Regions from separate parts of the Gossypium hirsutum genome. Here region 2 is linked to region 1. A link is a contact called in public Hi-C data. All regions are on one chromosome and are shown on one strand. The core of a region is the stretch at or near the end of the contact, and the rest is flanking DNA. Distances in the headings are between cores, read along the strand shown.

Region 1 (5,362 bases), core at 1,499-3,998:
CTTCATTTACTAACCTTGTGAGGTGTGGTGTATAGGAAAAGGAAATTTGCTCTATGACTAAATGGAATTACTCATGGTTGATTAATTTAATGCATTTGGTAAGTTTAAGTTCCTTTATATGAGCTAATTAAGCACTAGTTGCTTATATAGTTATTTTCTTTGTTTTATAGATCATCAGAAAGCTCGAACGGTTGGAATCAACATCGAAGCACGATCACACTCTCCATCAATCCATTTTGGTAACTTTTGAATATATTGAAATGGTTATAAATGGCATGTATAGGGTTGTTTGTTAAATTGGTATGTTTTGGGCTATGCCAAGTTTTGGTATGCCTTAATACCTTTTGTTAATGGTTGAGAATGGTCTTTTGATATTAGGAAAGAAATGGTTAATTGATTTGTGTGTGGACGATTCAAGTGACATTTTTTCAATGTAATAGAAGTTGACTTTTAGATTATTTACCAGTGTGATGTGGGTAAGCTTATTGGCCTATATGCCTTATTGTGACTTACAAATGTTTATAAATAAGTACGACTTTTAGTCACTTGTGAATGCCTTGTAATTTAGATGGTCTTTGGTTCATTGAGCTATGAACAAAATGTTTAAGTGATATATGTGAGTTTGGTATGTAATAGGACTTTATTGTAGTTTGCAAACTTGGTATGTTTGGGTGATGTTCAGCTTATATATGTAATAATGTCCTAGTTGATGAATTGCAAGTGAAAGTGAAAATATATGGTATGTGACATTTATTTAAGCTCATATGAAAGTAGGCAAAGTATGGTTGAATGCCATGCATTGAAACGATTATTTGGAATATATTATTTATGCTTTATTAATGAACTTGAAATGTTGAATTGAGTTAAGTTGATAGGTTAAATTGTGGTGTCAATTAAAGTTATTTTGGTTAGCCACCTAAGTTGATTTGGTTTGTATGCTTTTGGTATATTTTAAAGTGTTTTAGTCATGTAAAAATGATTGGAAATGGTATGAGTTATTGTGCAATGAAGGGTTAATGTTTTGGCTTGTATTAGGGATAAATTATGCTGCACATGGCTTGGGACATGGGCTGTCACATGGTCGTGTGCCACACACGGTCACCCCACACGACCATGTGTCACTTTATTTTCAAGTGAAAGTTTTACATGGACTGGCACACAGGTTGGGACGCGGCCATGTGACCCAAGTCAGTGAGTTACACAGTTTGACACACGGGCTGGGACACGGCCGTATGTCCCATAGTTCAAATGGCCGCATGACTGTGTGACCCCTGTATTCAATTTTTTCAATATTTTTCTAAATTTTTTGATTTGTTTTGAATTGATCTCTTATTGTTCCCAAACTATTTTTAGGGCCACATAGGCTCGATTTAAGGCCTATAAAAGTATTTATGCTATAATTAAGTTAGATTATCATATGTTAATATATAAATTGCATGTTTATTTTATTTCGATATTAAATGTTCTATTTTATACGGTAATGCTCCGTACCCCTAATCCAGCAATAGAGATGGGTTAGGGGTGTTACAAGGGATCATAATGTAGATAAGGAGGCTAAGCTTATTAAACCTAATATGAGACAGTGGAAGGTGGAACTTGTTACCTCTTTATTCACAAGGGAAGAGGCAGAAGCTATTATGCAAATTCCTTTTACGAGACACTCACGAGAGAATTGTAGGGTATGAAGTGGAGAGGCAACAGGAGAGTATACTGTAAGGAGTAGATACAGAAGGCTGCTGAAAAAGACCTTTAATCTTGATGACGAAACTAATGAAATTACATACAAAGCTTTCCTAAAAAACCTATGGCTTATAGACTTGCTAGTAAAAATCAAAATTACAAACTGGAGGGTTTCCAACAATTAAATTTTGACTTTTAGTAACCTAAAATTTAGATGAGTGTTCAATTTAGATTGGTGCCAATGGTGTAAAAGTGGAGCAGAGGCGCTGGAACATGCCTTTTGAGACTACCCTATAGTTAAAGAAGTTTGGGGTGAGCTAGGATTTCACGGAATTCAGGGGGGTAATGGGAGAAAATTTCAAGCAGTGGATAGGGGAAATGCTTACCAGAAGCTCGTACCATCAGAAAAAGCTTATTTTTTTGTATTTGGGACATATGGATATGATTAAATAAAGCCTTGCATGAGGGGCTTAATCAATCAACAGTACAAACTGTATAGTTTATTAAGGCATATCTTAGTGACTAGGATAGGGTAAATAGTAGAATACTTGAGACATTGGCTTATTTGCAGGCAGTTCAAACGGGGCTAGAGCTCAAGTATAGACAGGTAATAATTGAAGGTGATGCTCTCATTGTTATAAGAAAGGTCCAACGCAAAGAAGAAGACAGATCCATAATAAGCCCTTATATTGTAGACATAAAATCCCTTAAAAAAATGTTCAACAGATGTTGTTTCAAGAAAATATCTAGAAATGGAAATGGAGTTTCACATGCGGTTGTCAGGGAGGGTTTGAATCGAAAAGAGTTGACTTACCTAGATGGAGGAGTACCGGAATCGGCAGCAACAATAGTGGCAGAAGATAGTAGAAGTGTTGAAGGTTTGAGAAATTTTCTGGCATAGGAAAGTTTATTGTAAGGAGTCTAGGGATTCTGATTATTCTTGGTTGCTTGAGGAAGGTAAAGAGACATGTCTAATGAAGCTGGGCATTGGGGCTTTCGAAAAACGAGGCTTAGCTGGAACTTAGTTGTTTTTTTGGTTTATTTGGGCTTAGTAGATTCAATTAATTTGATTTTGACATTTTACGGATAGTTAGTTTGTTTTATTTTGCTTTCAAGTAGGTGTAAAAATGGTTGAACAGACCCTAATTATTTATGAAAGTCCAGAGTATTTCCAAAAAATATCGAAATAAATTAAAAGTTCCATAACAATCCAAAATAACTTATTTACTTAACCAATGCTAATTGTATATATTATACTCTACCATAAAGGTAGTTATATTTTCAAAGCTTAAGGTTACGTATCAATGTATATAGCATTACATATAATTAATAATCTACCTTAATTATATAATTCTAATTGTATATATTATAATCTATTATTGTTTTGCGCATTCTCTTTGGTTCAAATCTAATCGTATGCTGGTAGATCTCCACCCTTTTGTTCTACACATATGTAGTATGTATGTATTTGTATCTTGTTAATGCGTAGCTGTAAACTCAAAATTATATAGGGTTTTTCTATATATTTTTACCATCTTTTTACTTAATAAATATGTTAATCTTGAATAATTGTTATTAAAATAAGTGAATTTTACTTAATTATTAATATTAGACATGAATTTATAAAGTATGTGAAATTATGCTTAATTACATGTTTTTTGTGCATATTTTATATTATTTCATGTTAATTTATTAATATGTGATTTTTCACTATGTAGGAGGACCATTGAAGATGTAATTAATATGAATGAAACATGGACATGCACAAATCAATTCATGTGGATGGCAAGACCATGTAAACTGGGTCATGTTTAACATGTTTGTGCCTTAGTCAATCACGTTTTCAATTAAAATTAAGATAAATTTCATTCATACGTGATTGGGTGCATTCAGATTAGCTAAGCGATCCTAACCAAACGACGGCTAGTAGGCACATAATTGAAAAGTGCAATGCTCAATTTAAATCATTAAACCCGACTAAGTTGAGGTTCATAATATCTTTAGTTAGCTCTATAATATTGCATAGTTTTTAGGTTTATTTGATTAAACTGTTGCAAACGTAAATGTCCCTGTGACCTCGCATAAATAGTAAGAAACATATAGTTCAATATGATCAGTAAAATGCATATTTCACTAAGTAAAAGATCCAAGAGGACTTAATTTGGATTCCAAACTCATGAAAGATCGAGTTGCCGTAGAATGTTTTCTGAACATTGTTAAGAATGATGAAAATGAATTGAGTTGATTAATATAATTATCCTAGCCTATTTTATGTTTATTGTTTTTGTTGCTAAAGTCAGTCATTCATACATTTAGATAATTTGCATTTAGAGTTAAATTGTATAGGGATCAATCTTTGCATCTAATTAATTTCACTTAATCTAAACATCAGCATTCAAATTATTTTGTTTTTATACCAAATTGTGAATTTATAATTTTACAAATAATCGATTAACATACACAGTCCCTATAGAGACAATAACTCATTTTACTTACTTATTACTTGAACTGACTGTGTACACTTGCACAAACCTCGGTACAAGTTTTCGATGCCGTTGCTGGGGACTGTTGCCTTAATCATTCTTTGTGAAATTATTTTCGTAGTTTAGTTTTTAATTAATTTCTAACTTTACAAATCTATTCTTTATTCTTTATTTGTGATTTATTTATTTGGTGTGTATAAGCATAGATCGAATCATCGATCTATTACCTGTAGACCTGGAAATTGAGCGAACATTTAAACTAAGAAGACGCAAGAGATTTTCTCAAAGACAAGTCAAGATGGACCTTGAAAATCAAAATGATGGACAAGGTAATGGAGTCAATCATATGCTTAACCCAATCCTATTGCTAATGATAGAGATCGTGCCATAAGACAATACGCTATGCTAGTAACAACCCAATTTTTCGTGGTGTCAGAAATAATGGCTCGAAACCACTAAATCTGACAAGTGAGTTTGAAAATTTTATTATTTATTATTTATGAGTCAAGTGTGATTTTAGAAAGATTTTTGAATTGGTGATTTGTGTTTTAGAAGGATTTAATTGGTACAATGGTTTAGAAAATGAGGTATAGAGACCTTAATTTTATAAATTGAGCCGTAAATATTTTTATAAATATTTACAGAGTGTCATTAAGTTAGTATTAAAGTTTCGTTAGGAAATTTTAACATTTTGATATTTAATTAATTAAAAATTGTGCAAAACTTGCTAAAGTGATAAAATAGCCTAAATGTTAAAAGAGGAAGGACTTGAAGGGTAAATCAGCCTAAAATAAGAGGCTGGACAGCATGAGTGTAGAAAAATCATAAAATTAGTGTAAACAAAGGGTAAAATGGGAAATGAAATAAAACTTAATAGTTAAAAATAGAATTTAATTGAATATCTAGACATTTCTTCATAATTCTCAGCCAAAAAATAACATTGAAAAACCCTTAAGAAGCTGGTTTTCATATTTTGCTACATGTCAGTTCAATTCTTGAAATTTTTGTGTTTTTAATACTTTTGCAACTAGGTCCAACTATCTAATTCATTAGATTTTGATTTTATGAGTAATCTTGAAAGTTACTATTGATGAGTGCTGGATGTTTATGATGAATTAACATGGATTTGAAGCTTTAATTTTGCCATATGATGATTTTATCAAGTGATTTCAAGGGAAATTGATTTTAAGACCAAATTG
Region 2 (5,362 bases), core at 1,897-4,396, 180 kb after region 1:
TACATAAATAATTACATTTATCTAATATAAAAATAAATTGATGTATTTATTTCTTTAAATTTGTATGATTAAATCAAAATTAAAGTTTCAAGTATACATTTGAACCACAATTAGCATTTCACATGTACAATTACACCAAACTAAAATTCATGTATACAATTGCACATCAAATCAAAACTCATGTATAATTTTGAGATTTATCCCAATTATAATTAACAATTATTAGTTAATCTAGTGATAGTGATATTTTTAAGGGGTTTAATAATAATTGTTTTATTTGGCAGAGTTATAACGTAGAACAAAGTCCTAGAATAATATAGATTTTGTTTGTATATCAATTTAAATTTAAAGCTAGCTCTACAAAAAAACTTTGATAGTTTGATGTTTTCAATCAAATAATATATGAGAAAAATCATCGGTAATTTTTTTTTACATTTAAATTCGGCCACTTTATTGATAAGAGGGAAAATTGTAACACCCTTAACCCGTCTTCATTGTCGGATTAGGGTTATGGAGCATTACCATACAAATTAGAACAACAAAGTCATTTAATATTAATTACTTAAAACTCATTACAAACCTATCAAACATGTACATTTGGCCTTAAATCAAGCCTTCAAGGCCCTAAAAACAGTTCAGAATCAATCCAGGACTAATTTGAAACAAATCAAAAAATTTAAGAAAAAATTGGAAATTTGGAAAACAAGGGTCACACAGCTGTGTGACATAGCCCAGACCGTATGTTGCTTGAGCAATGAGACACACGGTCGCGTCCCAACCCATGTCTTAAATTGTGTAACTCACTAAGTTATGTCACACGGCTGTGTCGCAGACTGTGTGCCAAACCCTGTAACTCTTTGACTTGTGTCACACGGTCGTGTCTTAGGCCATGTGATACTCACACTTGAAATAATAAGTGACACACGACCGTGTAGTCAGGCCGTGTGTGTCACAAGGCCGTGTGACAGCCCGTGTCCCAGGCCGTGTGCTCCATAATTTTACCCTATAAACAAGTCATTTTAAGACCAAAACTTGCCCAATCATCCACTCCGTTTGTGCATACATTCAATAGACCTAAACACCTTTCAAACACATCTAAACATACCAATTCAATCAACCTATTTCACCTAACCAATATGACGTTCAAAGGCACCACATTTATACCAAAACAACTTCAATCAAAACAAGGCTATAATGTCACATCACAAGCACAACACATGGTCAAATTAGCTACCTAATGGAATTAATTATAACCATTCACTTTTCATAATAAACATACCAAAAGGACCATATATTACTATGAAATCCTATATACATCACCAAACTCACAAGTTAGTAAGTTCATACATAATACATATAAGTTCAACCATATCATAGTGAATTTCCATGTACATATCATTCATCACTTACTTAATTAGTTCCATTTCAATTCATTTGCATTCATCAACTTCACCTTTTTATAAGGCTATGATCAACTATCATGTGGTGTACATGTTTATCCATTAACATTAGCTTACCCATTGAACCGTCTAGAATTACATCGGATACTCGGGAATGCTCACACATATAACCGTAACCTTTCCTTTTCAATAGTGCTCACATGAGCTATTAAATGGGCTAGCTCACACAAACTGTGGGTTAAAATGTTAGCTACACGATGTTGCTCACATGAGCTGTGGAGAATCCACAACAAATACAAGACCTCAGCCATTGGTAGGACATTCAAGACCAACACCCGAAACATGAAATCCCTAATGACATGTCATTTGTATTCTAAGAATTCTTAAGGTTCAAACGGAACCTTTGCATATTTTTAATCCTTTATCATCATTTTATTGTATCATTCCACACATGTTTCATGAAATATACGTTTCTCAAATACGACCTGAAATATACCAATAATATAATTTAATACACTATATCAATTATCGAATAAACTACAAATCAAGATTCAAAATCACATAATTACTTATAATAACTCATTTAAAACATCACATGAAAATGTTAATCTCTATACAAACTTACCTCGATCACTATAGTCGCAAAGGTAGAGTTAGAGACTAATCCAAAGCTTTTGCAATTCCTCAATTTTGGTCTGGTTGTTGTTTATCTTGATCTAAATACATAATTTCATTAAATTAATTACTTTAAATAGCCTCAAGTAATCAATTCAATCTATAATTCATATTATCATGAAATTACAAAATTACCCTTACTATTTTAACTTTTTTACAATTTAGTCCTTAAGCTCGTAACTTGAAATTTAACCATTTTAACTTAAACCCAAGATAACCGATTTTTCCCTAAGCTTAAATAATCTACATTTTTCCATTATTTCATATAATATACATGGAATTTGCCACTTAAAAAAATTAGTCCTTAAACCTTAAATTTACTAAAATTCACTTAACAAAACATGTCCATATAACAACTAACTTTAATTATCTATCAATTAACTTTACTAAAACATCAAATTCATTCATGGCACATCCCTCCACCTTTAACAGTTCTGCAAATTAACCCCTAGCTAAGTAGTTTAAGCTAAAACGAGTTCAAAAACATAAAAATTACTAAAAACGGATCAAATTTACATACCATGCATTTGAAACTAAGGTTGATCAATTGTTCTCTACTCTCTCATGGTGTTTTCAGTCAAAATTTGGTGAAATGAGGAAGATGATATTTGGCTCATTAATTTTATGCTTAATTATTAATTTACTAAAATACCCATTGTTAAAACCTTTAAAACCCTTAATTCTTTTAGTCAAAACCGTCCATTAACACCACCAAGGGTATAATTACCCAATAAGGCCATTAATTCATGTGACTAAAGCTATTTAATCCACTTAAGTAATAGAACTCAACTTTTTTACCTTTATTAATTTAATCTTTTTTACCTAATTAACCATTTAAACTTCAAAATTTCTTAATGGAAATTTAAGACTACCTTAAATTAACCTTATAGAAATTAAATAAAAATTAAAATATTTACTCACTTATCAAAATTATGTTCCCATAATCACAGTTTTTGACAATACTAAAACTGGATTGTTACGAAAATAGTTAAAACACATAATCCTAAAAATTACAAAAAAAACCACCTAACTTATTCATTGAAAAGCAAAACATTATTAAACTGTGGGCAAAGCCCCCGATTTTTCATTTCCTAAGCTAAGCCCATATCCCAACTCTTTCTTGGGAGAAGAAAACCATTAGCATTCTTAAAAAATACAAAATAAAAATAGATCAAGAAACCCTAAAGACGTAACTCTCTCATTTCATTTCTTTTGCTGCGCCGCTGAAATTCTTTTTATCGATGGACCTGTTAAATCACATCCTCTGTTCTTCGTCTTGGCTTTGTTTCCCCGATCTGTCATCTTCTAAGTTACTCAGAGCTTTGTTACCTGTCTTCTTCTCCAGACTTAGTCCAACAAACCTCGGCACACTTTCTCTAATCAAGTCTCCTTTGGTTTTTAATAACGATGGGTTGAACCTCCAACGGAGTTTCTTCCACCCAAAAAGTCAAAAAATAACTTCCTCAGCCCCATGTGGCCATCGCATGCGCCGTTCCATTGGCTTTTTACAGTATGAACCAGAATTCAATATTCTATAAAATTCTTGATTTTGCTATTATTTCATTTATAATTCCCCCAATGACTGATATATCATTTCCATGTCCATGGTTTTGCAATTTTTTAATGATAATCTTTGAGTCCCCTTCGATGATAACATCACTGAATCTCATTTCTTCAGCAAAAATGACTCATTAGAGGTATGTATATTCTTCAACAGTTTTCGGATCTCTAATGTTGTGGATCAGGTAAGAACACGAACCCATTACAAGCCCTGTATGGTTTCTGATGATAATTGACGCAATTGTTCTGTTACTTTATTGAGAAAATGCATAGTCAAATTTAAGTTTAACTTGTCTTCCTAGTGGGGGTTCCCAGAGGGTAATAATTGTGTTATGTTGACATTTCAATACTTCCTCTAACTTTTTAAGGTCCACTAAGTATGCTTTAATAAATGCCACAATCTTGTATATTCTCTATCAGATGCCTTCATGGAAATATATATTCATGTTATGCCATATTGTTCAAAATGATACTGCTAAGCATGAACATCTATATGCATTATTAAGATTGAATGTCTCCGCTAACCATTGTTTCCATTCTTAATTTGCACGAAAGGGCGCCAATGTCACTGTTATTTGCTGGGGGACTTGTTTTGCGAGGGTGCATTCTCAAAAGATGTGGCTTACAGACTCATCTTCTTCTCCACCAAGTGGGCATAAAGCATCATATCTCAGTCTACGGCCTTTTAAATTACTTAAAATAGGAAAGAAATTATTTTTAATTCTCTATAGAGTAATACGAACATTATTGGGAATTTTTAGACTCTAAATTTTTGTAAAATAACTTCTAGTTAGATCTTGGTCTGCTGTAATTTTGTTTCTCAGCATTTTCAAATCTTCTAAGACATACATTTTGTAATCGCTTTTTATCGTGTATTCTCCTGACTTGTCACCTCGCCAGCTCCTTATATCTGATTGTAGAGTGCTCCCTAGAGGAATGGAATAGAGGTGCTCATAGGTCGGGCCGGGCCAGGTTCGGGCTAGGCCCGGGAAAAAATTCGGCCTGGGTCCTAGGTCCGGGCCCGGCCCGGCCCAAAATATGGGCCTAGAATTTTACCCAAGCCCGGCCCGAGAAAAAATTCATAAGCCCGGGCCGGGCCCGGCTCGTTTTTTAAATAAATGCCAAAAAATTTATTTTAAAAATTAAAACAAAAATAAAAAATTTATTTTAAAAATATTTTAAAATTAAAAAAATTTAAAAAAAGTATTTTAAAAGTATTTTAAAATTTAAAAAATAAATAAAAAATAAAAAAATTATTGTATTCGGGCCGGGCCGAGCCCGGCCCAAAAAAGTGGTGCCCGAGGCCCAGTCCGTTTTTTAATCGGGTCTCATTTTTTTGCCCAAGCTCATATTTCGGGCTTATATTTTTACCAAAATCCTCCCATATTTCGGGCGGGCCGGGCAGCCCGGCCCATGAGCACCTCTAGAATGGATTCAATCTCCCTTGCTTGTTCTAATGGGAAAAGCCTTCTCAAATTTTCCTCCTTCCAGGAATCAAATTCATGATTTATAAGGTCTACAAGTAAAGTATACCTATAATAAATATTCTAAAACTGTAATTTTCCTTCCCTAGAAAGCCATGCGTCATTCCATATGTCAATTGATTTATCATCTCCTATTCTCTAACCCATTTCTGATTCCAGAATACTCTAAGCGTTCCATATGCTTCTCTAGGTAAACGAAGGGTAAACCCCTAGATCAACATTAAGAAAGTCACTTCATGGGTA

The links. Hi-C and Micro-C count contacts between places; a contact is called where the count stands out from the background.
Region 2: a Hi-C map of leaf shows a contact between it and region 1, with 3 times the contacts expected there. The contact joins the promoter of LOC107913666 here to the promoter of LOC107913667 in region 1. A contact is called at or near these places in 9 of 34 Hi-C or Micro-C datasets (callus, fibers, hypocotyl and 2 more).

What each region holds. Positions count from the first base shown.
Region 1 is chrD11:35,593,510-35,598,871 of Gossypium_hirsutum_v2.1, forward strand. It overlaps LOC107913667 (bifunctional UDP-glucose 4-epimerase and UDP-xylose 4-epimerase 1), which reads right to left and starts at 2,749. Exons shown (of 4, transcript XR_001688607.2): 1 at 2,495-2,749.
Region 2 is chrD11:35,773,383-35,778,744 of Gossypium_hirsutum_v2.1, forward strand. LOC107913666 reads left to right here and starts at 3,147. Exons shown (of 2, transcript XR_005920476.1): 1 at 3,147-3,772; 2 at 4,191-4,428.